2 separate regions of the Ovis aries genome follow, and region 2 is linked to region 1. The links are chromatin contacts, called in public Hi-C maps. All regions are on one chromosome and are shown on one strand. Each heading gives the region's core, a stretch centred on a gene start, on an enhancer-like site or on the middle of the called end of the contact. The rest is flanking DNA. Distances are from core to core; before and after follow the strand shown. Region 1 overlaps CRADD (CASP2 and RIPK1 domain containing adaptor with death domain). Region 2 overlaps LOC105607935 (a long non-coding RNA gene).

The links. A called contact is a pair of places that touch in the nucleus more often than the background predicts.
Region 2: a contact with region 1 is called in a Hi-C map of muscle, with 5 times the contacts expected there. The contact joins two enhancer-like sites. A contact is called at or near these places in 2 of 16 Hi-C or Micro-C datasets (muscle and skin fibroblasts).

The regions. Positions count from the first base shown.
Region 1 is chr3:130,029,869-130,032,568 of ARS-UI_Ramb_v3.0, forward strand. All of the region lies in intron 2 of CRADD (CASP2 and RIPK1 domain containing adaptor with death domain), which reads left to right. It overlaps LOC132659429 (a long non-coding RNA gene), which reads left to right. Exons shown (of 3, transcript XR_009599888.1): 3 at 1-2,700. Among named protein-coding and RNA genes, the nearest start is that of CRADD, 57 kb to the left of the region's middle. Within about 2 kb of position 1,308, at least 20 of the 54 cell types and tissues checked have an H3K27ac peak or open chromatin away from gene starts, as enhancers often do. A contact at or near this core is called in muscle, where this site is marked.
Region 2 is chr3:130,203,869-130,206,568 of ARS-UI_Ramb_v3.0, forward strand. LOC105607935 (a long non-coding RNA gene) reads left to right here. Exons shown (of 5, transcript XR_009599886.1): 1 at 1-865; 2 at 1,224-1,331. Among named protein-coding and RNA genes, the nearest start is that of PLXNC1, 210 kb to the right of the region's middle. Within about 2 kb of position 1,308, at least 23 of the 54 cell types and tissues checked have an H3K27ac peak or open chromatin away from gene starts, as enhancers often do. A contact at or near this core is called in muscle, where this site is marked.

The DNA.
Region 1 (2,700 bases), core at 58-2,557:
AAAGCCCTGAAGTTGCTATTTAGTTTTTTTGCCTTATGAGGGAGGAACGATAGATTTTGTATATTCCCTGTGAGTTGTTAGAACAGAAATACTGAGGACTGCTTATGGAGCTGTACACTTGCCCTATTACAGATGAAATGACTCTGTCTAACTGCATTGCTTTAAAATGAGTTTTGTTGCTTTCACGCTCAGGCAAAGATACTTAATTTTACTTTTGTTCGGAGGATCATGTAATATACTGCTTTCCCATGTTGTGCTTCCAAAGCTCTGGGATAAACACCGAATCCTTTTAGGACTGCAGGTTGCTGTCTGATTTACTAGAAAGCATGATGCATGTAGTAAAACAGTAGCTGATGATCACAGAGTCCCACCTGAAAGGCTATTAAGAGGGAAAGTTAAAATATCAGGGAAGGTGCTACTATAGTAAAAACGCTATTTCTCTCTAAAACCCTGGTGTCTCATAGGAAGCCTTGGGTCTTATCTCAGCTACCAACAGTGTTTAAATATGAAAGTAAAGATGACACAGGAGTTCATTCTGTTTTAAGGCCCACTGTTCTTAAGGTGTGTGGTTATTAATCTTGGTTTGAATGTATGAATTATATAAGATTAATTTGCAGATAAGGTCAATGGAGGTTAGTGCATGGGTTTTTAGAATGAGGAGGCAGATACGATTTTACTCATCAGCCTTTCTGCTTCTGTTTTTGACTCTTTGGAAATGCTATTAGTTTTACTCTGTTGTTTTCTTAAAGCTGTGGTCAAAGTAAATAGGCTTGGAGAGAAAAACTCATATTATTTTCTCCTTTGTGAGATAAGGGGGCTGGACTGTGCTCTTTCTAGACAGTTTTCAGGGACTTGAATCGCGGATTCTGAACTCTCACTACTCATTCCAAGCTCTCTACCTTTCTACTCTGCCAGCTTTTTTGTTATCTGATTTGCAAGTCAATGTTATGGAAAGTTTCTATTGTAATGCAAACAGCCTCAGCTTCGGGTTCCAGCTGATATCCACAACTCCAACAGGCTATTCAAGCCACCTCGGAAAGAAAAATCTTTTTAAAAGATGGCAAACTTTGCTTTCACGTTCACCCCAAACGAAGTTCTGGAGCAGCATCTGGCTATGCAGGGTAATCCAATCTATTTTAATGCAAAGATTTTCCAAGAAGGCAGGAAACAGTCCAGGGGAAGGCTTTCAGGCATCTGCTGTTTCGTTTCCAGACCCCTTGTGTTAATTTAATGTTTCTAGGGAACCAGGCTCGTTCTCGTTTCTCAGAATCCCTTCTCTAGGAACTGGTGAGTGCGGTGGCGCTGTGCGAGCAACAGATAAGCAGGCAGCTTGGCGGGGCGCGCGGCGCTCCTTTGCAGCCCGGCTACCCCACCACCCCGGGGGCGCCCCGGGAGTGCTCTGCGGGTGACTCGGCAGTTTCCCTCCGTTCCCAGCATCTTACACAAACGCGGCGCTCGGAGTGACAGAGGTATACTTGAAAGACGTGTTTATTTGCATTTGTCCACTTTGGCCTTAGTGAAAGGTAACTAGGAAGCGATTGGCGGCCCTTTCTCACTCAACCAAAACCAGGGAAAGTCGGCCGATCTCAAGGAAACAAACCAAACCTAACATGAACCTGCGCGAAACGTGAATCTTGCGTTAAACACTTGCATTTATGTTCGGGAAAGAAAATCCCGGGAAAGTTGGCATTCCTTACGATAGGCTGCTGCCCATTCTCGGTGAACTAGCCGTCGCAGGTTGCCGGGAAATTTCTTGTCCTTGTGCGATGAGCGGGTTCGGCAGATTTTGTTTTGCAACTGTACTAGTGGAGTCAGGTGTCTGTGCGGCGCCAGAGCATTAACGCCTTGTGTTCCGGGGCCCTTATCTTCAGGGAGGAACTCTTTCCATTCTCATCTCCCACTTTACAACCAGAAGGATGCATCCAAACTTCCCTTCTGAAAAAAAAATTATGCAGAATCAAAAACAACAACAAAAAAGGCTATCTTTTAAAATACTTTCGTTTTTGTGTATTGGTATCTGTTATTCCTGTTTAGAAACTTAGAATACTAGTAGTTTATGTTGCTATGAGAATTGCCCTGCATACCTAAATGTTAAAGTTTAATGAGTTCACTTGTAACTTAGCTAGTACTCTGATAATGCCACTATGCTTCTAGCAGCCGGTTTAACTGTGGCTAGGTTGATGGAGCCACAGAATCTAAGGTAAAAGAGTGTAGAGGTCATTTAAGCCAGTTTTTAAATGGAATTGTAAGAAACTCTTTTATAACATTTCTGACTGCTTTTTGAGACAGTCCGTTCTTTTGCTGGAGAGCTCTGATTATTATTAGAATGTTACTCTTTTTACTAAATTGAATTCTCTCCTTGGTTCCTGCTCTTTAAATAATAAAAGTATTTTTTTTTTCACGTATTTTAGTGAGTGTGTTATATACTTGGAGATCATAATAAGACAGGAGATTAGATTCATAGTAAAGATAACCATATTTGGAGCTCCAAATTCTTGCTTTATGCCTTATGAATCTTCTTTTGAACTGCTTAGAAACAATGGCAGAATCTCCCATCTCAGGGTAGTACTTGAGATTAAGCAATAAAATGGTATATTGGCAACACAGTTTTCATTTAAAAGATCCCTTTGATGATTTTATGCTTATATTCAGTGTTCTCTTATGGTAAGTTTTGTGTTTACTTTTAGTTTTCTATGTAAT
Region 2 (2,700 bases), core at 58-2,557, 170 kb after region 1:
CAGGTTACCCGTTTCCTTTGTGTTTTTCTGCCAGTGTGAATAAGAGAAATATTAGCCTTTAAAGATTTCTTTACAGTTCCTTGAAAGCTGGCTAGATGAAGTCAGCCAGAGAATTATATAACAGCAAGCCTCATTTAAAGCGACAGTGCCTTTCTATAGGACTGTGGGGTTTCATTGACCAGTTTTCATTGACCAGCTATAAATTATAAAGAAAAAGATACAAATTTTATGAAAAAAAGATAGAGGGACCCTCCCAGTTTTACTTTCTGTTCTTTCACTGAAAGGGATACAATTTCTAGGGTGTTAATTTTTTCTAAAAAGATACAAAACCTCTTTCAAGAAAGATAAGAAAAAAATCACGTTCATTAACCTCAGGCATTTATAGCATGCTTAATCATGTTTGAATTAAGTAGAAAAAAAATAATGAAGAGAAAATCTTTCTAAAGCATTCGTTTGTTTCAAGAGTTTTTGTGAAATTTTATAAATATTCAGCTTTTTTCCCCTCTCAAATGGAACCAGACCCTTTGAGGTAGGGAAGGATTCAAGCATCAGATAATCTGCTGCTACAGTGTTTTCTGTGGTGCTTGAATACCTCTCAAAGTACCCACCAGTCATTAATTCAACTGTTATTTCCATACGCCCTTGGTTTGCCCTTCTCTATCTTTCCATTTTAGAGATAAGAAAACTGAGGCTCAAGGTTTCTGTGACATGCCTGGCAGCACACAGCTCAAGTGGAGACCACATTCTGCGAGTCTGTCTTTCTCTGGCATCACCCTCAGAAGGCCCCCGTTTCCTTTCCTCTGTACCAGTAGTATTCAGCCAAGAGCAGCTCTGCCTTTCAGGGGACATTTGACAACATCTGCAGGTATTTTTTGATTGTCACAACTGGTGGAGGGGAGCGCGGTGTAGGTGCTACTGGCCCTCAGTGGTTGCAGGTTAAGGATGCTGCTAAACCTCTGGCAGGGCACAAACGGCCCCTACAAAGAAGTACCTGGTGCCAAAGGCAATAGTGCAGAGAAGCCGTGGTCTGCATCCGAAGGAAACTCCAACCTCTGGGAGCTGCCAGAGCTCCTCTGCCCAGCGGCAGGCTTGGCCTCTGTCCTGCGGCTGCCATAGGAGCCACTGTCCAGAATGCCCTTTGGCAGTGGCCAGGCATCCCCTGCGGAGTCCCCTACAGGACATGCGGTGCATCGGCTGGAGCTGATGTGTGTTATAATTTATAGTCACAGGGCGCCTGTCTTCATTTAGCAGCAAGCCCGCTGGCAGCCACCCTGCCGGGGAGGAAGCAAGTTCCACAGAGGCCCACAGCCCCCGCCAGCTAACAGCCCGAGGTATTTGGGGACGGCTGCTGCTTGGAGGCACCTGGGAATAGGCGGGGGTGGAGAGGGCGCTGAGCACGTGGTCTCCCCGACCAACCCATCCGTCAGCGGTGGCCCTGCCAGAAGATGGCCTATTGAACATTTCCAGGAATAGCACTGCCAAGCCTGTCAACTGCTTTCTTGGAAATACACTCAATAAGGATGGCGGGCCTCCAGCAGGGAGAGCGGAAAGCCTGGCCTGGACTGCAGGGCTCAGAAATGCTAGTGCAAGGCTGCAGGCCCTATCAGTGCCTTGGGGGAGGGAGCAGTGCTCCCTGGGTTTGGGAGCCTACCAGCTTCTGGGGTCATTGAGAAATGTTTTCAGCCTGGAAGGGAGAGGACCACACCTTTCAAAAGGCCAGGCCCTGCTGACTTCTGCAATCTTGTGACCTTTAGACGCTTGCTGTGTTCCAGCCACCAGCAGACTGGAAGGCTCTCCAGCTTGGAGGCCAGGTATTAACTAGGTTTTACCTGTCAGCAGTGACTGACCTCAGTGTCATCTGGGGAGCCTTGGCCATCACTCCTTTTCATGTCAGCTTCACTCTCAAGTAGAGCCAAAGGAGCACAAGAAAAGCAGGGTATTCCCCCACCCCACCCTGCTCCCAGCCCCTGCACCGTCCTTTCTCAGTCACAGTGAAGACAGAGCAAGTTACAGGCAAAGATGTGACGACTGAAAGAAAAGTATTGTAATCCACCCTTCCCCTACACCCCTGCAGAAGTAACCTTTCTCCTCACAGAGGCCTGACATTCCTGTTGAAATTTCACCACTTGGGACCCTTTGTCGTCTGAGCTACAGCCTTCTCTAGCCTCTGGGGTGCCCAGGCTTGGGGATGCCCTAAGGAGACCAGCTGCCTTCAAAGAAAAACCCTTTGAAGATGTAGGCAGTATAAAAAAGCAAGAAATGAAAAACTACTGTCTGCAGGGTTCAGGAAGTATTGTTCCCTCACCCTTTAACAGTAATAATAGAGTTACAAAGTTTACTGCCGAGCTGGTATGGGACATCTTTCCATTTCTAAAAGCCACCAACTTGCAGGACAAACATTATTCGAGGCCCACACTGAGCTACAGTTAGTCGGCGGTAGGGCCGCCAGTCCCTGGAGGAGGAAATAGTCACCCACTCCAGTATTCTTGCCTGGAGAATCCCATGGACAGAGGACCCCACCAGTTCGTGGGGTCACAAAGAGTCAGACAGGACTGAGGTGACTTAGCATGCACCCAGGGCTGCCAGTCTATTCTCAGACACCCAAATAAATTTAAATTTCAGAAAACAACAGATACTTTTTTCAGTATAAGTTTATCTGAAAGTCAAGTTTATCTGGGCATTGTGTGTTTTTATTTGTAA